Regions from separate parts of the Mus musculus genome. Here region 1 is linked to region 2. Evidence: chromatin contacts called from public HiChIP or PLAC-seq data. All regions are on one chromosome and are shown on one strand. The core of a region is the stretch at or near the end of the contact, and the rest is flanking DNA. Distances in the headings are between cores, read along the strand shown. Region 1 has its middle 17 kb from the start of H2-T-ps. Region 2 holds the start of H2-Q2 (histocompatibility 2, Q region locus 2).

Region 1 (5,452 bases), core at 558-3,057, 750 kb after region 2:
ATGGAGGGCCAGAAAGTGGGTCTGCTGTGGGTGGACTGGAGATAAGGGATAAAGTCCCTGAAGAGCTTTGGTCCTCCAAGGGGTGCACAGGCTTGCAGACAGCCTACCAAACCATGGTGCCAATGTTAGGTTTTGGGATTTTTGTGTCATTCAGAGAGCCAAGGAATGCCTCAAAAATCACACCCCCAACACAGCTCAGAAGTGAGATTTACTGTATATGGAGGGTCCTATAAAAAGACACCTTCTGAGCAAGAATGGAAGAGAAAGTGGGTGAGGGCAACAGTGGTAATGTGTCCCATTTGTGGCTGGTAAAGATTTAGCTGCTGGTGTTGAGGGAGGCTGGGAGACCCCTGGTTCTGGAATGTGGGTGGTTCTAGCTTTACCACAGGCCTGGTCTGCTCTGAGGAGTCAGAGCTGAGCTGGAGAGTGACATCAGGAGAGGGACAGGTCTGTCTTAATGAGCACTAGGGTCCATCTTGCTTCTAGGTGAGGTGACTGCTGGATGGATGGAGACAAAGATGACAGAGAGTAGGAAATGATAGGATGAGTCTTAGACACTGTTCTATTGCTGTGCAGGGCCACCATGACCAAGGCAGTTCTGAAATAGAAAGCCTTTAATCAGGGCTTGCTTACAATGTCAGTGGCTTAGTCCTTTCTCATCATGGTGGGGAGCATGGCAGCAAGCAGGCAGGCAGGCATGGGGCTGGAGCAGTAGCTGGGAGCTCATCCTGTTCTATAGGCAGCAGACAGACCTAGACTGGGCTGGCATGGGATTTTAAACCTCAAAGCCTGTTTCCAGTGAAGCACTTCCTGTATCAAGGCCACCCCTCACATGTCTTCTAATCCTTTCAAAGTGCCCCACTCCCTGGCAACTGTCTTCAAATATGTGAGCCTACAGGGGCCATGCTTATTCAAAGACCTCAGAATGTCAAGAATTAAGCAGCAGCATCTGCCACCATCAGTCCAGACTGAGGTAGAAGAGTGTGGAGGGGACCCCATGTCTCTCTCCTTTGGTACTCCCCATTTTGTGGTACACTGAGGGAAGTGCTCTTCATGTTCAGTGACCTGAAATCATTCTGGGAAGGCAGTGATGGCAGCCTGTGTCTAGATCCATCTGACAAAGCCTGAGCCATTTTCCAGCCTGCTCTGTTTCAGGAGTGGGCCCAGGGTGCCCTGAAAGCAGAATATGAGACCCTAAGGTATCTCTATCCCTGCATGCATGGGTCCCTGTTGGAGCAGGCAAACATTTATCCATAAGATCTCTGCCCTGTAAGCCTTGTGCGTGTGCACAGCTCCTGTGGAATGTGCTGGGTAAGCTGTGAGTGTGAGCTCAGGTGCCAGTCCTCTTCTTCCCAACACTTCTCACATGGTGGTCCTCTGTGCCTGCTTTTCCCCAGGCAGGGCCCTAGGTGTCACAGGAGTGTGGGGATGCAGCCTCTCCTGAAGGAGTGCTTATCAGCTCCTCTGTCTAACAGCAGAGGGACTGTGCAGAAAACAAGCTTAGTGTCCTGCTGTGGGCTGTCCTGGTGCTGTTTGTATTCTGATGTTAATTCTGCTTCCTATCCTGCTCCCTATTTTAACTGGTCAGTACCCTTGGAGGAGGCTTCCCTTTGACCCCATGTCACAGCTATATATTTACTGGATCCTGTGAGAGGCTGCGGGTCTTCCTAGTCATCCCAGCCCGCCCTTGGCATCCTAGAAATCCCCTAAACTAAAAGCGGAAGTGGGTCCCAGGTCTTGGGTCCCAGGGGGTCCAGCAAGCTCTGGGAGTTCCTAGGACTGATCCATCCCCAAGGAATGCAGGAATGCACTCTGCAGCTCCTGGAGCAGCTCCAGGTGGGGCTAGGTTGGACAGACTTGACAGCAGGAGGAGGGGACCTGTGTCCTAGCTTTTTAACCTGCTGCTTTCCTTTGGATTATGCAGGTGAAGGTGCAGTATTTTGTCCTCCTAGTGGCTGCAGAGTTCTCCTCCAGGAAGGAGCAGCTTGTGTTTCTGATCAATAACTCTGACATGATGCTCGGGGGTGCTGATGGTAATGCTGCTCCTCCCACAGGGGTCCCTACAGCTTGTGAGCTCTGCCTGATTGGCCAGCTTATTGGTTCTTGGTTCTAGAGGAAATCCTTGGGGACATCTCCTGCACCTTGTGACATCACCACCTAGAGTGGAAGGCTCACAGAGGCTGCTGCCTGGCAGATCATTAGACATCACTGTCCAAAATGAGGGTCCTTTGCTCCCAGGAGTCTGACCCTGTGTGTGCTTGCACTTCTCTCTAGGAGTTCATTGTGGAGTTGCTGTCTCCCTAATTTGGGGGTCTGGTGGCATTTGTGAAGGAGGCCAAAGCCTTGATTGGGCATGGGCAGGATGAGCAGCTCTGAGGGGAGGAAGGTATTCCATGTTGTCATGGTGAGGTGGGCACTGGGAGTTAGGGACAGCAGGGGTGTGTGTGTCACAGGGGAGGCAATGCAGCAGGGAAGACTTGGCTGGAAGAATACCAGGAAAGCCAGGCTTGATGGTGAGCACAGCTGTGCCCTGGGCAGGCTTTGCTGGGTCACCAGCCCTGGTTGCTCTGTGTTGGGTGGAGGGTCACCAGGCCTGATTGCTCCCTGACACATCTTTTCCAGCCCCAAGGACAGCACTAACAATGGTTCTAATGAGGATGATGGACTGAGGAGGTTCTGGGAAGGAAAGGGCAAGGAAGGGAAAGGGAGGGTCATGTCTCCTGCCATCAACCCTGACCTTATCCAGGGTTTATAGAAGGTTCCAGCTTTCCTGACCCCAGCTCTGCAACCACACCCTCCTTACCCCTTCTCAGGGTGAGGGCCTCAGGCAGCCTCTCATGGTCCACATGGCATGTGTATCTCTGCTCCTCTCCAGAAGGTACTACCAGAGCTGCCCACTTCTGGAAGTTTCCATCCCCTGCAGGTCTGGTCTCCACAAGCTCTATGTCCTGGGTCAGCTCCTCCCCATTCAACTGCCAGGTCAGGGTGATGTCAGCAGGGTAGAAGCCCAGGGCCCAGCACCTCAGGGTGACATCACCTTCAGGTCTGGGATGATGCTTCACTTTTGTCTTTGGGGGTCTGAAGACAAAAGTTAGAAATGTCAGGCATTTTTCTTTCTTCTGGTGCCTCTATCAGTGTCCATAAAACTGTCCTGAGAATGGACTTAATCAGGTGGTAGAGGTGAATGTGTACCTTGCAAACTTCAAGGTAATGCAGTAAGAAATCACTTAAGATGATGTCAGATGCTGGACTTAAAACACTTGCTCCAGGACTGACAGAGGTAATATGGTGAAAATGGCCATTCTACCAAAGTAACCTACAGACTTAATTCACTAGTATTAGATTCTCATTAATTTGATGTGTTTAGAAAATAATTTAAAAGACCACTCAGAGTCAAACAGTCTCAGGAGTAAGAACTGGAGGTGTTTCAATCCCAGCCTCAAATTATACTGCAGAGCTCTAGTGACAGAAACAGGCTGAAACTGGGCAAAAATAGACAGGAAAATCAAAGGCATGTGGTAGAGGTGCTGGACATGAAATGTCAAGGCTATGGATACTATTTAGCTCTAAACAATGTAATCACAAACAACCAAGGCAAATGGGTGAACTTAGCATATATAGTGTTATTGAGGTCACACAGGGACAGGAAGAAAATTACACAGCCTTTCCTCAAGTGTGGGATATAGCAAAAAGCATATGTATAAATGTATTCAATTGTATACATGTGTACAGTATAACATGGCCAAAAGGAAACAAGAAAGGTAAATATTGAGAGACAAGAAGAGGCAGAATGCAGATAGTCACCTTGGGGTTGAAACAGGGTAAGAAGCCAATTGTTTTCTAGTTCTACCTCTGTCCTGGATTCTCTCCCTCCCTCCCTCCTCTTTCTTTTTTCTTTGCCTATTGGTACTGGGTTTATATTTGATAATTCAAAGTGAATATTCAGCGGTTCAGAATGGCTATTCTGACTGGATAGAAATTCACTGACATGTCTTGCTTCTGTTCTGGCTAAATTCATTGTGTGATATTTTTATTGTCATTAAAAAAAAAAGATAAATATGTAAAAACTGGAAGAGACAGGGCCAACACCCCAGCTGAGGGTTTCTTCTTCCCCAGGACTGAGCCCCAGCCCGAGGGCAGAGGGAGGAGCTGCCCGCGGCCCCTGCAACTGTGCGCAGCAGCGTCTCCTTCCGGAGCTCCAGGGATCAGTGGTTCCACTCCACGCAGGTGCTCTCCAGGTAGGCTTTGTAATGCCCTGCCTCATCAGCCTGCTCCCACTTTCATGGGGTGATGAACGCTGCCATGTCCACCAAGTCCACGTTTTCAGGTCATCGTTCAGGGTGATGTAATTGCGACTGTTGTAGGTGTACTGCCAGTACCCGCAGAGGAGGTTCCTGTCCAACACCATGTCACAGCCATACATCCACTGGAACCTGTTCAAAGCTCAATGTTTATTAGCAGTCTGTGCTTATAAAGTGGGGAAGTCCATCCCCTGCCATGCAAGGCTTCTTGATGTTTTGTTGCCAAGTTGTTAGCACTAGTCCTCCAGAGCTGTTAGCAGTAAGTCACCAATTCCACAGGTAGTCAGTTACCTCAGGACCATCTCCAGAAGACAGGTTCAGCCTCTCAGCAGGGAGTAGAATCTCAGGACAGTTGTCACTTCAAAAGAAGCCAGCCAAGTGAGAAAGCTGCACCGCAGGTGGCCCCACCTCAGTGACTACAAGGTTTTTACCAGTCCACTTCAGGCTGGGTAAGAATTCTCCCCTGATTATATAATAAAAATAGCCGGATCGAGGCATAAAATTTATTTATGCTCCATAGTCCTGCCTGATTTCTTTGGGCCTAGTGAAGAAACCTGTCTCAGTGGTATTTCCTAACTTTCTTATGGTAAACCCACCTATTTGCTAGGTCATGGTGAATTCCCTTGTCTGGGTAAGACTGGCTACTGCCCCAAGTAAACACTCTGCATTCTAGCCCTGAGCTATTCTAGCTTGTTCTTTGGAATGCCTAATTAGTTTCACTGTCTCTACTAGAAGTAAATTTGAATGTTACTGAATAGGTAACCTTCTCACTGAATTCCTACTGAATTCCAATTTTGTCGGCTTCAAGGATTTTCTGGGACATTGGAACACTGGCGAAGGCTTAGCTATGTCAGAATTCAATCTTAAAAGGCACTTATAATAAAATAATACTAAAAGAGAGCATGTGGATTCATACACCAGACTAACTCGGGGATAGGTTATGAGTATACAGGTTATGAGAACACCAAAGTCCAGGAGGTGATTTTCTGTGAAACTCTTTGCCCCTTGAGAGCTCCCAGGCCTTTCGGCCTGCCAATCAAACTTCACTGGAGTGTGCGTAGCATTCTCCCCTTTCTTTTTTATATTTCTCCCGAAGTTCTGGAATGTTCCGCCTTGTTGTAGCTACAGATCTCAGGAGTGCTCTAAAGATG
Region 2 (5,873 bases), core at 2,446-4,945:
GAGATTGATTTAGAGGGAATTGAAGACAGTGTGGAGAAGGAGGAGGAGCCTTCTGAGACCTTGGTGGAGTAGACAGGTCTTTTCTCTGCCTCACTGAGCCAGCAGGTTTTCACCCCAGCATGTGGCCCATTCATCTTCATTGGTAAAATTGAATGACAGGGATTTTGTTTCTAAAAACAACAGACTATGAAAACAGATGTTTTAAGATATGAACCATATGGTTCTCCTCCATTTTGGCTGATGACCTCATCAAAATCTAAGATGCCATATGCCTGGCAGCCATCTTTACTAAGCTTAAAGACTACATCCCATGTTAGTTTACCACCACCTTCAGGTGACCATTTGCTACAGAACAATGACCTTAAAACTTTTTTTGTCCTAATGAGTTTTCTATATATCATAGTATCTCTTTGTAGATTAAGAAATATTTCTGATCAGCATAATTTTTTGTATGAAGATAAAAATCTAAGGATATAGTTGTTACAACATACTAAATATGTGATTGTACTTAGGTTTAGAATATAGTATATGTGATGATAAAAATTTAAGGTTATAAAGATCTACTTATATTAGCAGTAGCTGCTATAAGATGTATGTCTATCCTCCTATGTCTTTGCTAACTGCTCAGCACACAGTTGTTACAAAATGTAGATAAGTACAACACACGTTTGAGGAATAAGGTATGAATTCTATTCTAAAATCTTATGTTACGAGCATGTGAGCATTATATACATTCATATACAGGTTATTGTGTCAGATCCCTGGAACTAAAATTACAGACATTGTGAGCTGCAGTGCGGTTGCTGGGATTTGAACCTGGATCCTCTGGAAGAGCTGCTGGTGCTCTTCACTTCTGAGCCATCTCTTCAGCAAGTATATTTTATAAGTAAGATATACTGATTAATAAGTTATATATTTCTAAGGCCTACTCAGCTTCACAGTGATGTTCTTGTAGCTTTGTTGTCTTAGCTCACCTTGCTAAGCTTTAGCTATTTAGAGAAACTGAGTCATACAAAATCTGTAAACTATAAAAACTACCAGTCTCCTATGGACTAAAGTTTAAGGCATTTATGGTTAATTTAGACGATAAAGGATCTTCAACTCAACTTACTAAGGCTCAAACCTAACAGAGATAAATTTACAAAATTTAAACTGTGGAGGACAATTAACACAGGCAAGTTAAGAACAGGAACAAGGTTTAATTAGCCTCCTGTGTGTTTCCTAAGTTAAGCCTAAAACAAGTTACTAGAAACAAGGAAAGTTTGTTCAGTGTAGCTATACTTAGTAGCTAACAGTCCTCAAAACTTTTCAGATATCTGCTGAATATGGCATTTAAAAGGATGGAAAACCTTACTATGACAGACAGAGACCCTCAGCTACTAGAGGCAACCCCAGGTCTTCACAGATGATGATGGGCTAGAGAAGAATTCCATCTTGATTTTGCTTTAAATGTGACAAAGCCAGACCTACTGGGTGAAAAATCTGCCTTTCACCAGGATCCTGTATAAACTGTGGACAACTGGGGAGTTGATTGTCTTGCTTTGCTTAGACAAATTAGGCTGATTCCCCCAGGGTCCTCCTCCACTGGAGAGTCTTTGGACCTTCTGGACCAGGCAGGGAAGACTGATACTACCCTGGGTCCTCTGTCCCCAATTAAATCCAGACTACCACAGTGGAACCTTCAGTGGTTGACACATCTGTCTTTTTTGTTTGTTTGTTTTTTGTTTTTTGTTTGTTTGTTTGTTTGTTTTACAAGACAGCGTTTCTCTGTGTAGCCCTGGCTGTCCTGGAACTCACTCTGTAGACCAGGCTGGCCTCGAACTCAGAGATCTGCCTGCTTCTGCCTCCCAAGTGCTGGGATTAAAGGCGTGTGCCACCACTGCCTGGCCACATCTGTCACTTTTAATAGATTTGGAAACTGCTTGGTCTGTACTTGCTGCTTACTCAGGAGAAATTCATCCTTCTCAGATCTCTGATGGTGTGGACTAGGGAGAGCTTTGTCAGTTTAACAGCAAGCAACAGCACAGGCTTCAGGTGCTTCTCAGTTCTCTTCATGCTTAAAAATCATGGACACTCTCCAGAGTTGCTACTGGGTCTCCACTGATCACATTGTTACCAGATTCTCAGAAGAGATAAACTCCCACCAAAGATTTCAATGTAACGTTTTACTATTCTTTTATGTAAAGGAAGTTGTTTTACAGTGACTGCTGTCAGTAACCAACCACCTGTGTCTTGTGTCTAATTCGATGGAAAAAAACTGTAAAGTGTATGTAACTTCTAAGGATATGAGAGGTTAAGTAATTGCAACGATCTTAAAAGTGTGCTTTGAGATCTGTGAATGTCACTTATAAAGGCCATAAAAAGTGCTTTAAATGCAGTTTATAAAGGTCTAAGGAGCCTCTTTCCTTTCTGCCATTGCCATGCCATCCAGACTGAGGAAGACCTGGAAACTCCGGGGCCACCTGAGCCGAGGCCATGGTTGCATCAGGAAAACACTGCGAGCACCCAGGAGGCCACAGGAATGCTAGAGGCATCACCTCAGGATGAACTTCACAAGTGTCACCCAGGTCACTCAGGGAAAGTTGGTGTGAGGCATGACCACCTGAAGAGGAACCAGAGCTTCTGCCCAACTGTCAACCTGGATAAATTGTGGATGTTGGTCAGCGAGCAGACATGGTTCAATGCAGCTAAAACCAAGCCTGGAGCTGCTCCCATCACTGATGTTGTGTGATCAGGCTACCACACAGTTCTGGGGAAGGGAAAGCTCCTGAAGCAACCCTTCTCCTCCCATGCCCTGACTTTATCAGTCCCTCCCATGGTTATGTCAACAGCATCAACCAACAGGCAAGGGAGAGACAGGTCCTCAGGACTGAGGGGCAGGAATGGAGTTGGAACCCACTGTGTTCCCATTCCTTGCATTCCAACTGTTTTTCCATGGGGCCTCCATCCACAGGACAGGTCCCTGGCTCAGCTCAGGGAGAGGAACTCACATATCCTCCTCCCTCAGCTCTCACTGAGTGACCCTGCACCAGGAGCCTGTGCTGTTTGTATTTTGTTAATTCCACACCAACTGAGACATATATAAGAAGAGGATCCTGAATTGAGAAATTGCATCCATCCAGGACGCTTTTGGGGAAGTGTATAAGGCAATTTAAAAATTATTATTAATGATCAGTATGGAAGGGCTCAGCTCACTGCAGGTTGTCTTAGCAGGTCATCAGGGATTGTATAAGAAAGCAGGCTGAGCAAGCCATGAGCTACAAAGCTATTAGCACTGGTCCTCATCCTCTTCTTCAGTTCCTCCTTTAGAATCCTCTCAAGGTCCTGCCCTGAATCTCTTCAATGATAGACTGTGATGTGGAAGTGTAAACTGAAAGAAACCCTTTCTTTTTCAAGTTGCTTTTGGTCATGGGGTCTTATCACAGCAATGGAAACCCTCACTAAGACACAGGTGCACAAGGGCCTCACTCTGCTCCCTGCAGACTCCACCCTCTCCTGCAGCTCAGCTCCTGCCCCTCCCTTGCCCTGTAGCAGCACCACTTTATAGCTCCTGGGGATCTGATGCCCTCTCTGAACCCTGAGGTAGCAGGAATTATCTGGCAGGTCTCATTTCCATTGGGTGGCAGGATCCTGGGAAACCAACCAGCTCCTCAGCAGCGGGCGCAGGTTATAAAGTCCATGCAGCCAAGGGCCTCAGATGCCCTGTATCCCAGATGGGGCAATGGCGCTGCGAAGGCTGCTCCTGCTGTTGGTGGCCGCCCTGAAACTGACTGAGACACGCGCGGGTGAGTGCGGGGTCGGGAGGGAAACAGCGTCTGCGGAGAGGGGCTGGGGCGGCAACGGGGAAGCCGCGTCCCCACGTCGCCCACCATACCTTCCGCCCCTTCTCCACCTACATCTCGAGCACCGCACCCTGCTGGCCTCCCCGCCCGCGAACCCGGCCGGGGCTCCGGGAGGAGGTCGGAGTCTCACCGCGCGCCGTCCACAGGCTCACACTCGCTGCGGTATTTCACCACCGCCGTGTCCCGGCCTGGCCTCGGGGAGCCCCGGTTCATTATCGTCGGCTACGTGGACGACACGCAGTTCGTGCGCTTCGACAGCGACGCGGAGAATCCGAGGATGGAGCCGCGGGCGCCGTGGATGGAGCAGGAGGGGCCGGAGTATTGGGAGCGGAACACACAGGTCTCCAAGGAAAATGAGCAGAGTTTCCGAGTGAGCCTGGGGACCGCACTGAGCTACTACAACCAGAGCAAGGGAGGTGAGTGACCCCGGGTCGGAGGTCACGACCCCTCCACGTCCCCACACAGGAGCCCAGAGACCTCCCGCATCCCAAGTCCAAGGTTCGGGAGCAGAACCCACCTGGAATCGGTTTCCCTTTCAGTTTGGTTGAGCCCACAGGTGGGCGGGGCCGGACAGGTAGTCTGGGGGCGGGAGCGGGGCGGGTGGTGGCGGCCTGGGCCGGGTGGGGAGGGGGTGGGGAGCTGACCACGGGATCCCGTAGGCTCTCACACTCTCCAGTGGTTGGTTGGCTGTGACCTGGGGCCAGACGGAAGCCTACTCCGAGGGTATGAGCAGTCTGCCTACGATGGCCGCGATTACCTCGCCCTGAATGAGGATCTGATAACGTGGACAGCGGCGGACCTGGCAGCACTGAAGACCCGAAGCAAGTTGGAGCAGGCTGGTCTTGCAGAGAAGCGCAGGGCCTACCTGGAGGTCGATTGCTTGACGTGGCTCCGCAGATACCTGGAGCTCGGGAAGGAGACGCTGCTGCACACAGGTGCAGGGGCCCTCGGGCAGCTCCTCCCTCTGCCCTCGGGCTGGGGCTCAGTCCTGGGGAAGAAGAAACCCTCAGCTGGGGTGATGCCCCTGTCTCAGAGGGGAGAGAGTGACCCTGGGTCTCCTGATCCCTCATCACAGTGACTGCACTGACTCTCCCAGGGCTCAGCCTTCTCCCTGGACAGTGCCCAGGCTGTCTCAGGAGGGAAGGAGAGAATTTCCCTGAGGTAACAACAGCTGCTCCCTTCAGTTCCCCTGTAGCCTTTGTCAGCCATGGCCTCTCCCAGGCCGGGTTCTCTGCCCACACCTACTGTGTGTGGACACTGACTCCTGTCCTGCTGAGTGTGTCAGCCCTTGCACCTCAGGACCTGAAGTCGCCTTTACCTGATGGGAGATATGGACTCCCCTACACTAGGCTAATTTGCCCAGTATCTAGAATTTTCATAGAGTACATTTTCATAGATCCCTCCCAGTCTGTTGGGTTTGCATCCCTTCCACAACCCAATTCTCTCTATTCCTACAGTGGTGAATGGTCATGTGAGCCCTTATGGGTACCCTGGAGGAATATAAATCGAGAAATTTCTTTTACTTATTTATCTGTTTTCTTATTCTTCTTTCTTTTCTCTTTACTTTTTCTTTATTTTTGAAGGTGTTATTTTGTTTCTAGTCAGTTTTTGTCTGCACTGGAGTGATCCTGTTTCTCCCTGCCCTTGTATTATCATTTGTATCAGTCTCCACAGGTGCCAGGGGAGACTGCTAACTTGGATAATTAGACGGGTTAAAACAAGGTTCTCATTAAATAACAGATTCTTGTGAACTTAGAGTGTTTCCTGTCAGAACTAAACATCCAGAAGCCTCCTGCTCTCCCTCTGCCCCACAAGTTACAGTGCCCCCCCCCCCAGTGAATCAGGACTTGGACTCTGAGAGACAGGGTCTTCTGCAATCCAGGGCTGAGTGAGAGGGAAGACCACACACCCTGTGAGCCCACTGTGTTCCAGTGAGGTCCACAGATCACTTCAAGTGTCCTGCTTAAAACACCTGTACCTTGTCCCCCAGAGTCAGGGGCTGGGAGTCATTTTCTCACTACACACTTTGTG

The links. HiChIP or PLAC-seq counts read pairs in DNA pulled down with a chosen protein or histone mark.
Region 1: an H3K4me3 HiChIP or PLAC-seq map of embryonic stem cells shows a contact between it and region 2, with 6 times the contacts expected there. The contact joins the enhancer-like site here to the promoter of H2-Q2 in region 2. A contact is called at or near these places in 6 of 39 promoter capture datasets (the 3T3-L1 cell line, 3T3-L1-derived adipocytes, the C10 cell line and 2 more), 1 of 15 datasets of contacts at CTCF or cohesin (the NIH/3T3 cell line), 3 of 484 Hi-C or Micro-C datasets (the G1E-ER4 cell line and cardiomyocytes), 22 of 115 datasets of contacts at active chromatin or transcription factors (the NIH/3T3 cell line, T-cell acute lymphoblastic leukemia, embryonic basal ganglia and 7 more) and 2 of 9 other capture datasets (adipose tissue and liver).

Annotation. Positions count from the first base shown.
Region 1 is chr17:36,092,379-36,097,830 of GRCm38.p6, forward strand. No RefSeq gene overlaps it. Among named protein-coding and RNA genes, the nearest start is that of H2-T-ps, 17 kb to the right of the region's middle. Within about 2 kb of position 1,808, at least 9 of the 459 cell types and tissues checked have an H3K27ac peak or open chromatin away from gene starts, as enhancers often do. A contact at or near this core is called in embryonic stem cells, stem cell-derived anterior neural progenitor cells and stem cell-derived epiblast-like cells, where this site is marked.
Region 2 is chr17:35,338,612-35,344,484 of GRCm38.p6, forward strand. H2-Q2 (histocompatibility 2, Q region locus 2) reads left to right here and starts at 3,696. Exons shown (of 8, transcript NM_010392.3): 1 at 3,696-3,785; 2 at 3,989-4,258; 3 at 4,502-4,777. The coding sequence starts at 3,722.